2 separate regions of the Sus scrofa genome follow, and region 1 is linked to region 2. The links are chromatin contacts, called in public HiChIP or PLAC-seq maps. All regions are on one chromosome and are shown on one strand. Each heading gives the region's core, a stretch centred on a gene start, on an enhancer-like site or on the middle of the called end of the contact. The rest is flanking DNA. Distances are from core to core; before and after follow the strand shown.

Evidence for each region. HiChIP or PLAC-seq counts read pairs in DNA pulled down with a chosen protein or histone mark.
Region 1: an H3K27ac HiChIP or PLAC-seq map of skeletal muscle shows a contact between it and region 2. The contact joins two enhancer-like sites. A contact is called at or near these places in 2 of 47 Hi-C or Micro-C datasets (retroperitoneal adipose tissue and subcutaneous adipose tissue) and 1 of 2 datasets of contacts at active chromatin or transcription factors (skeletal muscle).

The regions. Positions count from the first base shown.
Region 1 is chr1:208,927,182-208,934,236 of Sscrofa11.1, reverse strand. All of the region lies in intron 1 of LOC106509171 (a long non-coding RNA gene), which reads right to left. Among named protein-coding and RNA genes, the nearest start is that of MPDZ, 250 kb to the left of the region's middle. Within about 2 kb of position 5,431, at least 3 of the 83 cell types and tissues checked have an H3K27ac peak or open chromatin away from gene starts, as enhancers often do. A contact at or near this core is called in skeletal muscle, where this site is marked.
Region 2 is chr1:208,294,461-208,300,746 of Sscrofa11.1, reverse strand. The region is part of intron 2 of NFIB (nuclear factor 1 B-type); the gene reads right to left. Among named protein-coding and RNA genes, the nearest start is that of NFIB, 120 kb to the right of the region's middle. Within about 2 kb of position 3,761, at least 35 of the 83 cell types and tissues checked have an H3K27ac peak or open chromatin away from gene starts, as enhancers often do. A contact at or near this core is called in skeletal muscle, where this site is marked.

The DNA.
Region 1 (7,055 bases), core at 4,182-6,681, 630 kb before region 2:
TATGAAAGTCATTAAAAGAATAAGTCCTAAGAGTTCTCATAAGAAGGAAAAATTTTTTCCTTAATTTTGTATCTATATGAAATGATAGATGTTTACTAAACTTATTGTGGTAATCACTTCACAGCATAAGTCAAATCATTATGCTGTATACCTTAAACTTTATATTGCTGCATGTTAATTACATTTCAATAAGACTGGAGGGAAAAAAATGCAAGCCACAAATTCAGATAAGCTATTTTCAACACCTGTAATTGACAAAACACTAATGTGCAGAATACTTAAATAAGGCCCAGCCTTCTGGAGACTAATAACAAGCCACTTGGACATGTATTTCATGGAAAACATGAATGTCCAATAAACATGAAAAGTTGCTCGGCTTCAGGGAGGAAAAAGTAAAACCACAATCTTTACATACCCACTAAAATCAAGGGTGTAGCTAATCACTGATGAAGACGTGGTTCAATGGGAATGCTCATGCTTTACTGCCGGAGCATCAGTACAGTCATTTGGGGAAATAGTGTGGCATTTTCTAGAAAGTTGAAAGCTTAAGATCCATGTAGATTGAGACCCACCAATTCAGTCCTAGATATACACCCTAAAGAATTCTCACAAATGTGCACCAGAATACATAATTCATAAAAAAATTCATAACTACAGAAAATTGGAAACCACTTGAGTGCGTATCAACAGATTATATAAGTAAATTCTAATGCATTCATGCAATAGAATATCACAGAAAAATAAAAATGACTACAGGCCAATGTATCTGATAATACTGAACCAAAAAAAAAAAAAGGGTTACTGAAGAATACTGTTAGTGTTATTCCACTTATATCAAGCTTTAGAACAAGCAGGACTGAACAATATATTTTTTAGGATATATACATACGATATACACAAAGGAAATTAAGTCAATAATATTATGAATATTATGAGTAAGCTTATTTTTTGGACTGTACAGATAATATAATTGGAGAAGAGGATTCAGGGGCTTTAAAAATACTGTCATTGTTCTTTTCTTTAGCTTGGATAGTATTTACATATGTGTTTATTTTGTTATTATTCTTTAACAGCTATATATTTGTATATATCTGTTTACAATAAAAAAGTTAGAAAGAAAATGAGTGTGACCAAAATTTGATACCCAGTCATGATGTAGCCAATAAATAAATAAATAATAAATAATAAATAAATAAAATAAACCCCTTGTGGTTATCACACTTAATGGAGAAAAATGTATGGTTTCTCTTTAAAGTACATCAGACAATTACGCCCATCATAACTACTTGTATTCAGCATTGTTCAAAGGTCCTAGTCAAATTGGTAAGAGAGAAAAAGAAAAACAAATAAATATTGACAAGATTAAAAAGAAAAATTATCATTATCTAAAGGTGATATGATCATTTTCATAGAAAATCCAAGATAACCTATTAACAAACTATTATACCTAATAATAAAATTCTGCATAATTCCTGAATATAAGATTAATATAAAAAATTTTTAATACATCATTAATAATTTAAAATAAATCATTTCTAACATAGTTAAATATTCTATTTAAAAATACAATAAAACATTTACAAGTCCTTCTGGTTCAAAAATTTTGTTTTGTCGGATAATCCAAAATAAAACTAAAATAAATAGATACACTCTTTTCATGAATAGAAAGACATGCATATTAAAGATAAATTCAGTTTTTTTATTTTGACATTTTCATAGAAAATTGATGTTGATGTTAAAATTCATATGAAAAACTAAAGAACCAGAAGGATCCAAGACAGCTTGGAAGAAGATTGAGAAGGGGACATTTTCTCTCATGATTTAGAGATTTAGTATACATTGCTCCTTACCTAGTGTCACCTACTTTAAGATTCTGTTGATTTGTCTTCTATTCTGTGAATCCTTCCCAGCGTGGAGCACTTTCCTACCTATGCAATCCACTGCATTCCGTACTTATCTCTATCACTGTATTTACCATAACTGCACTGAGATTTGTGTTTGCTCCTTTATCTCCTTACTGAGCTATGAGCTGACTGTGAGGTTCATCTTTCTATACCAGAGTGCTACAGAATCTGCTTTACAGGAATCAGTTGATAAATATCAGTTCCTTGCTCTCTTGTATTACCATTATTATTCCTTGGTCTGACTGAGCTTACTATTCATTAAGTTCTCACCTAGTCCCCAGGTTTTGGCAGAGGACTTTAAGGTTTGGTCATTGTCCATAGTCAACTACCTGGGACTCAATTTTAAAGTCATTTATGAAAGTAACAACTTATTACTACCCCCATGCTTTCTTTAATATTGAGTGATATCATGCAAAGCAGGCACTATAGAATTTCTCTCCTGAAAAGGGCCTTAGGTCATATCCCTTCACTCCTCCATTTATAGATGAGGAAACAGGGACCTGGGGTGCCCAGACAGGTATTTCATTGAAAAATACTTCCAAGGATATTTTATCTATTTAATAATATTTCTACCTCATGGTATGGATGGAATTATATGAATTAAGGTCTTTTTTTTTTTTTTTTTTCTTTTTTTGTGGCTGAACCTGAAGCATATGGAAGTTCCCAGGCTAGGGATCAAATCAGAGCTGCAGCTGCCAGTCTACATCACAGCCATAGCAACAAAAATCTGAGTCACATCTGCAAACTACACTACAGCTCATGGCATCACTGATCCTTAACCCACTGAGTGAGGCCAGGGATTGAACCCACATCCTCATGGACACTATATTGGGTTCTTAACCTACTGAGCCACAACAGGAATTCCGTGAATTGAAGTCTTAAAAGATGGATTTGGAATTTGGACAAGAAAAGACTCGCAACATTAATAATACAGAAAAGCATGTAGAGGTTAAAAGGATGATCCAGTACAATATATGATGCTTAGATATTTACAGCATGTTATTTTAACATACATTCTCTTATCCTGCCTTACAACACACACTTACCTTGTTAAAAGTTATTGGAAAATGGAAGACATACTTAGGGAATTGTTCAAGAGAATTTCATCTCATAGTCTCAAAAGCTAAAAATATTCCATGTTTGTGTATAAGCTATTCTCAAGCATTGTTTATGTTTAGCAAAGCATTATATAATCTTTTGATTTAAAGCTCAGCTACCTCTTTCATTAAATAAATAATTCCGAATATCATTATTTATTTCCTTTTGGAATCTTAGCAGATTAAAAGATAATTCTATGTATCTTGGCTAGCAGAAAACTTTGGTGTTGGCTTTGCAATTTATACATCCTGTTTGTATTCTCTTGCATTGTGAGATTTCCTATTTGCTTATACATTACCCCCCTTCTACTCCTACAACCCTCCTTGTTTTTCCTACGCAATTATAGCTTACCTACTAAAAATTCAGTGAATGCCACAGCCAAGGTATTTCATGTTTAGTGATGTTCTTTGGCAGAAGCCATTTACAGTAAAATAAAACACTACTAATTTGAACAGAAAAAGGAAGAGCTATTTATATATATGAAAGCATGGCAGGGATAAGGTAGTTTTTGCATCTTTATATCTCAGAATTCAACTTCAGTGAAAAGAGAAGGAGGAAAAGTTTCACACACAGTTTCCATAAAAATTAAAAGGCGTTGCTGATGGAAATGAAAGTATGGGTCTTCAAAGTGTATGGTCAAAGAAGTAAAAATCTAATACAATACTTGATCAAAATGAGTGAAGATTATTATTATTATTTTTTTGTCTTTTCTAGGGCTGTACCTGTGGCATATGGAGGTTTCCAGGCTAGGGGTCGAATCGGAGCTATACCACAGCCGCAGCAACGTGGGATCCGAGCCGCATCTGTGACCTACAGCACAGCTCATGGCAATGCCGGATCCTTATCCCACTGAGCAAGGCCAGGGATCGAACCCATAACCTCATGGTTCCTAGTCGGATTCGTTAACCACTGAGCCACGACAGGAACTGCATTGTGTGGATTAATTTTGTGTGGATGTGGATGTGACTGTAATTTGGAGAAAATCTGAATGATACAACAGGAAGTGATATTTTCCCCAACAAGCAGGAGGCACGATTGATTCCCACCTCAGTGGCGGCCACAGGCAGACCATCAGTGAAGAAACATTTAGTAGTTTTGTCCTGTGAGAGGACTCATGTTTCTGTTTCTTTTTGCCTTCGAGAAGAATGTAGAAGTTCAGATTTAGCTTTTAAGAATCTGCATTACATCAAAAAGAGAGTTTAATGAGATTATATTCCATACTAATTATAATAAATAATAGAGGGTTAATATGAAATTAAAACTACAAGGGCTAGAAAACATAGGCACACTTCCGTATATAAAATGCTGTGGTTCTATGCCTCTTCAGTTTTGCTAAAAGTCTGCATAGGGTATATGATGAAGATGATGCATAAATAATTACCTTTAGTCTAATTTTCCTCTCTCTCCTCAACAATTTTTTTTTTAGGGCTTCATGTGCAGCATATGCATATGGAAGTTCCCAGGCTAGAGGACGAATTGGAGGAGCTGTCTGCCAGCCATAACCACAGCCACAGCAATGCGGGATCCAAGAGGAGTCTGTGACCTACACCACAGCTCCCAGCAACACTGGATCCTTAACTCAGTGAGCCAGACCAGGGATCAAACGTGCATCCTCATGCATACTAGTCGGGTTCATTTCTGCTGAGCCACGAAGGGAACTCCTAAAACAAAATTTTTTTAAAGCCAAACTTTGTTGTGGCAAATTGAATATATGCTTGAGTTTTTCCATTTCCTTTTTAATTTTTGGTAAGGTTCATGTAAAGTCAGGGGGTAAGGTAGAAAAAAAAACCAAAAAACTTGGAAACATGCTCTTGCCAGACATTAAACTTCTATAAAAAGATTTAACACAGCAAAACCAAAACAAAAGAGGGGGCACATTCACCAAAGGATGTGATACAGCTCTGATACATTTGCAGCAGGATGTGAATGCTTTCAGTTGGAAGATTGCAATAGGTAGAATATTTCTCTTCTTGCTCCCTTTCATAGAATTTCAACAGTGGATTAGTATTTTTGGATGATGTTCAAAAAGTACAAAAGTAAAAGACTGATGATATAAGTCCCATCATCTACAGTTTCATTTCATAAGCCTTTGCCTGAACCAATCATTTTGGAAATGTGCTTGTGCTGACCTATAACTGTTTTTGCTCATCAGCTCAGTTTAGAAGTAAGGCATGAATAGTGTATTTTTATTAGGAGTAGTAAATTTTACATTTCTTTCAGAGGTTAATCTTATTCATGTTTTAGACATTTGATGCTTAAGGGTTTTAAATCACTTTTCAAATCCCATGAAACATACATAATTTCAGCTCTTTTTTATGTTCTGAATAAAGGGCCACATTATTTCCTACTAGTTTGTCTTCAAAGGGCGTGGCATTCCTCTGCTGTACTTGGCAGGCTGATCAACAACCACGAGGAAGAGATCATAGATCTGCCTTTGGCGGTTGACAGTTGTGCTCTTTTGTTTATTGGTTTACTTTTCACCACACTCCTCTCCCCTTCTTCCAAATCTCCTTTAAATTTTTTTTTCTACTTTTCTTACATGTTTTGCAGCATATTCCAGCCTTAAGAAATAGCTAGGCGATTGTTTTTAAAAACTACTCTCTCCTCTTCAACTTGTTTTTAAAAGGGTTTTTGACCCCTTAAAAAAAAAAAAAAAAAAGTTGACCTACTTCAAATTGTAAAGAGCAGAGTCTGGTTTGGATTGTTGAACACATCCTTTTAGGATAAATGGAGACATGATGATGGGATTATACATGAGCCAGACTTGTGGCTTCTGATATTTTCCTTATTTTTCCACTCTAGCCACAGAATTAACACTGAGTCTTAGAGAGCGTTTCTCTCAGGGTGTGATAGAAGGATTCTGAGTCCTTTGCTCTAGAAGGACACATGAACAGCTAAGTTTCTATTTAGAGTAATTAGAGTAAGTAGCTAATTTAAGGCTTCTTGGCACCTAAGTACAGAGAACAGCCTGAAATGGCTCTGCTGTCCTCAAGCTTGAAGTACTGCCAATGTGAACACATCAGACAAATTTTGATGCTAGGAAGGTAGTCATATTGGGTTCTACTTAGGTCTGGGAAATAAAACGACCCTGCTTAGTAGATTAAGCAAGAATAAATAGTAATGCTTCATTTATCTTGAGTAAATGTAGTGTGTAACTAGGTATTTGAATTTCTTCCATTTTTGCCTAAATTGTATTTTTTCTTAAGTGATATTAAAGTTGGTAATCTGATGGTAATTTTAATTTACACAGGATAATTAATACCCTGATGGATAAAACCCACATCCTTAAGCTTTAAACTCTTCAAGAACCTTGGCATTTGATTTGCCTTTTAGGGACACTAGGGAAGATGTGCTGGAAACTAGTCATCAGGCTATTTATGGTGGTGATCATCTACACAAGGTACAAGGAAGTTGGAGGAGCCACAGAACTTTTCCAAACAAAAGTCTTGGTGGGGAATGTGTGATTTGACTGATTCTGAATGTAAACACCATGTGCAAATGGAGAGTTGTACCATATTGGCAGGTCCTTCCTCTCTTTAGTCGATGTCTCCTTTGTAATTGTTTGCTGATTCTTTTGCATTTACTTCTGCCAACCCTGTGGCTGCCTTGTGTCATTCCCACTGACTGTCCTTTGCTCTGGTATCAGTTTATGTCTGGTCTAGAGCTAGCTCTATGGAGGTCGACTGGATAGAAGGCTAGGAAAAGGAGACGGAGGAAAATAACATCTTCCTTCTCTGGCTACCATTGTATTTGACTCTACTTTATTATTTCCAGTTCACAGGGAAAATTAAGAGTTTTTCACAAAGAATGACAGTACCCTGATTACATATGATTTTCATAGAAGAAACACAGCACTGAAAGGGAAAAAGCCCATAGATATCACACATGGGAAGAAAGCATAGCTCCTGTACCCTGGGGAAGCAGAATCTTCTTGCTCCTGGAAAAAAGAAGGCATATTGAATCCTCCTCATACCAGCTTGGCACAGAATACTGAAGGCATATACATCTCAGAGCAGGAATCCATACTTATGGTGTGAACTAGTTTTGTCCTGT
Region 2 (6,286 bases), core at 2,512-5,011:
TTTCCTTTGGGGAAACCAATCCTTCCTAGTTCTCAGTCTGTCTTTCTGGGGCTCCCTTCCAATCTTCATGGCTCTCTCCTCATCAGGAGACCTGCTACACATCCGTCCTCACAATCCCCTGAGAGGACCTCCATCCTGTCTTCCTTTGTTCCTCTGAACAAACTCAACCAGCTTCATGTTTACAAATGTGATCCATTGGAGGGGAACTCTAAAGCTCTATTTCTAGTCCTAACCTCTTTTTTTTTTTTTTTTTTTTTTTTTTGTCTTTTTATCTTTTTAGGGCCTTACCTGCGGCATATGGAGGTTTCCAGCCTAGGGATGGAATCAGGGCTGTAGCCGCCAGCCTATGCCACAGCCATGGCAATGTCAGATTCGAGCCGAGTCTGTGACTTACACCACAGCTCACGGCAATGCCATATCCTTAACCCACCAAGGGAGGCCAAGGATCAAACCCACATCCTCATGGTTACTAGTCAGGTTCGTTAGCCACTGAGCCACAATGGGAACTCCTAACCTCTCTTTTTAACTGCAAATTCCTACTGATATCACCAGTGCACAATTCTTGCACACTCTTAGCACCCTCATCCACACCTCAATTAATAGCACCCACATACACCATTTAGGGAGATGGAAACCCCATCTTCCTAAAACCTCACATTAAGTTGTTGGCCTAAATTCCATCTCTTAAGGCCACTCCCTCAGCTCCTTCCAAAATGCTACTAAAATACCTCCTTGAGCCTTCATGTCTCATCTGACAATAGTCTGAACCTCCTCAGGCAAAGAGAATTTCCTCTTCACAATAAAGTCAGACTCCATCCTCTGCACTGCCTGCAGGAAGCACACCATTTCAATCCTTAAAACACTTTGATAGCTCATGACTGCCCATAACAATCTATGACATCCTTAGCACAGCATTGAAAACTGTTCATCATCTGGTCCTAGCCCAGCCGCACTGCTCACTAGGCCATCAGACAACTTCACCTTGCACCTCTTCTTCTATCTAACTTCTCAATGCCTAAGCTCCAACATGCCGGGGAAACTCCTAGAACACGCTGTGCAAGTGCAAGGCTCTATGCCTTTGCCCGCACAGATTCTATCTCAGAAATATCCCTTTTTTCACAGCTAGATGAACTCCTAACTCACCTTCCGAAGGCCTTGAATTTTGTCTATCTTCCTTGAATCTCACTTTCCCCCACCTAAAGAGGCCAACCCCCAGGCCTGCAACACCTTGCTCATATCTCCAATAAAGGCCTTTTAACACTGCCTCCTGGTTGGCGGCTTAGATGCTGCTTCCCTGCACAAGACTGTGACCTCCTTCTATTGTACTCTGTCCTGTATAATTCAGGGAGTTCATTTCAGCTGCAGAAAGGATATTATCTTGGATACACCGTCCATGAAGAAATTGAGACAAAGAGCATTAATTTCCCAAAGAAAAATAAAACAATCCAAAGAAAAGTTTCATAATGACCTACCAATTTATACAGTTAATTAACAGTTAGTATTTAGGATTCCAACTTGTACTTACTAGATTTACCCATTGTTTATTTTAGGGGAAAAAAAAAACAACTTGGGATAGACCGTGATGGAAGATAATATAAGAAAAGGGATATATACATATATATATATATATATATATATATATATATATATATATGTGTGTGTGTGTGTATTCATATATGAATGACTGGGTCGCTCGCTTTCCTGTACAGCAGAAATTAGCACAACATTGTAAATCAACTCTACTTTAACAAAAAGTTTGTTTGTTTGTTTTGCTTTTTAGGGCTTCACCCGTGCCATATGTAAGTTCCCAGGCTAAGAGGTGAATCGGAGCCACAGTTACCAGCCTACGCCACAGTCATAGCAATGCCAAATTGGAGCCGCATCTGTGATCTACAACCACAGCTCCCAGCAACACCTGATCCTACCCACTGAGTGAGGCCAAGGATTGCACCTGCATCCTCGTGGATCCTAGTCGTGTTCATTAACTGCTGAGCCACAAAGGAGACTCCCAATAAAAAGAATTTTTTTAAAAAAACTACCACCAACACAAGATTGAGCACCAAAAGATTCCATGATGCATCATCCTTGGAGCTCAGTCTACAGCAGAGGACAAAACATTTTTTGTCCTTCTCTTCATGCAGCATACAATTTAATCTGTGTTGTGCTTTTATCACTTGCTAACAGGTAAAATAAGCTGCTTAAATTTTACAAATAAACAGTATCCTCAGGTATTATATTTTGAAAATAGAACTGACATGATACACACACACACACACACACACACACACACACACGGATTTAGCTGTGAGACAAACATTTTTTGTTTGATTTTTGTTTTTAAAGAGTAAAACATCTGAGAGAATAAAAGCCATTGCAAATGCCTTGTTTAGCTGTGATGAGCAGAATGCATAAAGGTAATATGATGGCAAAAGAGCTATTGGAGGATAAAAATAACAAGACTATAAAATAATAAGAGTACAACTTCAAAATTCTCTGACCACTATCATCTCTCAGGATGGCTGAAAGGGATCTGGTGATGAGCTTTGGGAGCTGAACAGAAGAATACAACTTCAAATTGAAAATTACTTTATGGTCACACCCCACAGATTGAATGGTGTTGGAGCCAGACTAAACGAGGCACTCAAATGGAGTCCTGAGGGGAAAATATAAGAATGGTTTGCTATTATGAAAATCCACCATTAAGTGGAGAAAAAAAAAAAAAAGATAATTTTTAAAAACCATAAAAACCAGAATCAAGGCAAAGTTTCTAAATGGTAAGACATGAAAATATGAGCTGAATGCCTTCTTTGTCTTTAAAAAATGAAATATCCATACGTTTGGCATGTATATGGTATTCTCTAATTTATCTGAGAAATGTGTAAACACATCTATGCAAAGAGCTATCATGAAATGTGATGTCATATTCCTTATGAAAAAAAAAATTCCCTTTCTCAATGTCAATTAAAACCAAATTTAGCTTTAAAACTCTATGACCTCTACCATTTTTTTTTCTAGGTTAGCTGAAAAGGATCTATTGACTAGCTTTGTGAGCTGAAGAGTTGAATGCTACTTTAGATAGAAAATTATTTCTTTCACTCTATAAGAATAATTATCACGGCGATTACACAATTATTATAATTATATCTGTAAGAACTGTTATTGGGAATTTATCTCTGAAACAGTCTCATGCATTGCAGGGGACATTTATCTTTTTTAATGATCACCAACACAAGTGTCTTTTTGTAGCTATATAAGTGATTCTACCTCTTTCTATTAATATCCTCTCGCAGGCTGAAGAAGCCAAAGGAGACAGCCCCCACAGTTTTCTCCCCTTAAAGCAACTGTTTCCGTCAAGCCGGGCCTGTAGCGGTTTCTGAGACAGAAAGCTTACACTTCCCCTTCATGGCAGCACAACCTTCACCATGTGCTTTCCTATATGCATGGAAACCCCCCAACAAAGCCCCTCCAATCTGTGTTTCATAAACTGTACTCTACGAGAAGTAGCAATAAAGTTTATTACAGACCTAAAGTATCTGCCTAAACCCGGTTAATTGAAAAGTGGGTGGAGAAGGCTGCCAAATTAAATGTTTACATTAGCACAGCTGTATTGTAAAAACATTCTGCCCCCTGTGCTTTGTAATTATAAGATATTTCTGGACTGTGTATCTCTACAAAGTTTATCTCCACTGCCAAGAGTGTCTTGGCACGGAGCGGCTGCAGTTTTTGGCAGCCAGGAGCTCGCAGCGCGGGCAGGATCTAAAATGGCTGCCAAGCGGCCTCGTGAAATGTCGCCGGGCCGGCCCGCCTCGCCTCGCCTCGCCTCGCGCGGAGGCCGGAGGGCGGCGGCCGCCGGGCCTCGGAGCAAGCGCGGAAGCACGTTTCCCACTGCAAGGGGCTCGGTACGACACCCTGCTTCACAAAGCGGCCTGAGACGCGAACGCCAGAGCACCCCGGGGACCCTCCCCGTCGCAAAGGGGCGCCCAGGGGTCTCCCCTGCATTTCACTGAGGCCTAGGCCCAGAGGGCCCTCTCCTCGTGAGAGAAACCCGATCAACTTTGTGGGAAGAAGTAAAATAAGAACGCCCCACTCCGGGGACATGTACTCCAGCAAAAGCATGAGCCAAGCCCACATTTTCCTATTTGCAAGGGCATGATTTTGACCCGGACTTAAAGTCTTTCGCAAAGCATGGGTGTATGCAAAATGAAAACCTCCCAAATAGTTCACGGGCTTCCTTTTCTTTCCTTAAGAGGCTGTGCTTCTCTTACATCATCAGAGTAACACATTTTAAGGAAGGAAAAAAAAAAAAAAAAAGATTTAGACCCTTCTATGGCAAACATCCAGAGCACAAAACCCACTTAATTGTAAAAATCGAGACCAAATCCATGGTGTATGCAAGTTCCAAGGATTGACCAAAAGGAGGGAGGGCAGGGGAGGGAGGGGCTGACTGGAACTCTTAACTGTCCAGGCTGCTCGGAGTAGGAAGGCAAAAAGCCCTTAAATTATAAACTAAAATGCTTCAGAAGGACACCTAGATCTCACAGGATGTGTACTGTCTCTGTCCTGTCTTTTCTCTATTAAAGTCCCAGCTAAAATGCTGTGTCCACAGCTGCCAAATACTACATAATGAGGTCACTGGATTTTTTCTTTTAGGGTGTTCCACAATTGTAAGCTTAGGTTGAGAGACACGGCAGGCCTGGTGTACTATACTTCAATCATTACTAAGCTTCATCTGAATCCAACATTGTCTCTGACCAGAGAAAATTCAGAAGTGAAAGATGAATTCCATAATGCTGACCTGGACCTGTGGCACTCATTACACTCATACTGCTTATTCACTAAATGCCCAGTCTTTCGAGCTTTAATTGTATGTCCACACACAGCACAGCCACACCAATGATTTCCACTTTATTTCTTAAAATCTTCAACATTATAGAATGTCTAATGTCTCTGTAATGGTATATTTTGAATACTGTCTATTCACTAGCACTCACTTGAAATACATACACACACATACCTCTTGGACCTTTGTAAGACAGAACATTTTTTAACCACTGTTAAAAAATTCTGAACAAAAGACATTTAGGGATTTTCAACCCTTGCTTAATTAGTTATCAGGAGGATCAAAGTCCCATAGTTGGAGAACAGCAGGCCACTCTTAACAGACTGGTGAAAAAAGTTGGTATGTTCAGAAAGTATCTCCAGTTTCCTGTAACATATATTTGCTTTTTTTAGGGCCATACCTACAGCATATGGAAGTTCCCAAGCTAAGGGTTGAGTGGAGCAGTAGTCACTGGCCTACGCCACAGCCACAGCCACAGCCACAGCAATGGAAGAATCAGAGGACCAGCACCCCACCCTCCCCATGCCCTCCCCTGTCTGTGACCTACACCACAACTCATAGCATCCCTGGATCCTTAACCCACTGAGTGAGACCAGGAATCGAACTCGTATCCTCATGGATACTAGTCAAGTTCATAACCACTGAGCCACCATGGGAACCCCCTTACTATTATTTTTAAAACTTGAGGTTTGGTTTTTTTGTTGTTTTTTTTTTAACTTTCCTGAGAGTCTATAGTTTGACACTGCCAACTTATTAACTTTCCCTCCTTGAGAGTTCCTAAGTCCTAGAATGACAAACTGTTCAACAAGCAGAGGAATTTAATAAATGTTGATTGATCACTACTCCATGCAGTGACTTTGCTATTATACATAGAAATATGGGATTAAGACAACATATTTGACACAAAAAAAAAGCTAAAAAAAGAGTTTCCAATTTCATTTGTTTCTTTGTTCTTATGTGGGTCATTTTGTGTATAGATTGCCAAGTGGGTATATTCTGTAACCCCAACTAAGATACAAGTTTCTGAAAATCATATACTCTAAGTCTTGCTGAGTATACACAACAGTAAAATACATATAAAATCAATCTCCACCCTGGAAAGGATCCTAGTGAGGACCGATGTAATTAGTTAAGGAAAGCACTAGTGCCTCTTACCTTTGTATGTGTTTAATATGTTCCTATATCTCCTCTTTCTTCAGCAAATATCTTGTGGATAAAGAGCAATAAAGTAACAGTAAGGCTAACAGTGGATGGGCATTTGTTCACATGTCCAAGGGTGCCCTCAATATGACATGTGCATTTCTCATTCTTGAAACAAACACTGAGGGACAGGTATTACTGTTATCCCCATTTTCAGATGAGAAAACTGGCCCAGGACTATTCCACTAACAAGTACAACAGCCAGAAATTAAACTCAAACAAATCTGACTCCAGAGTCCATATAAA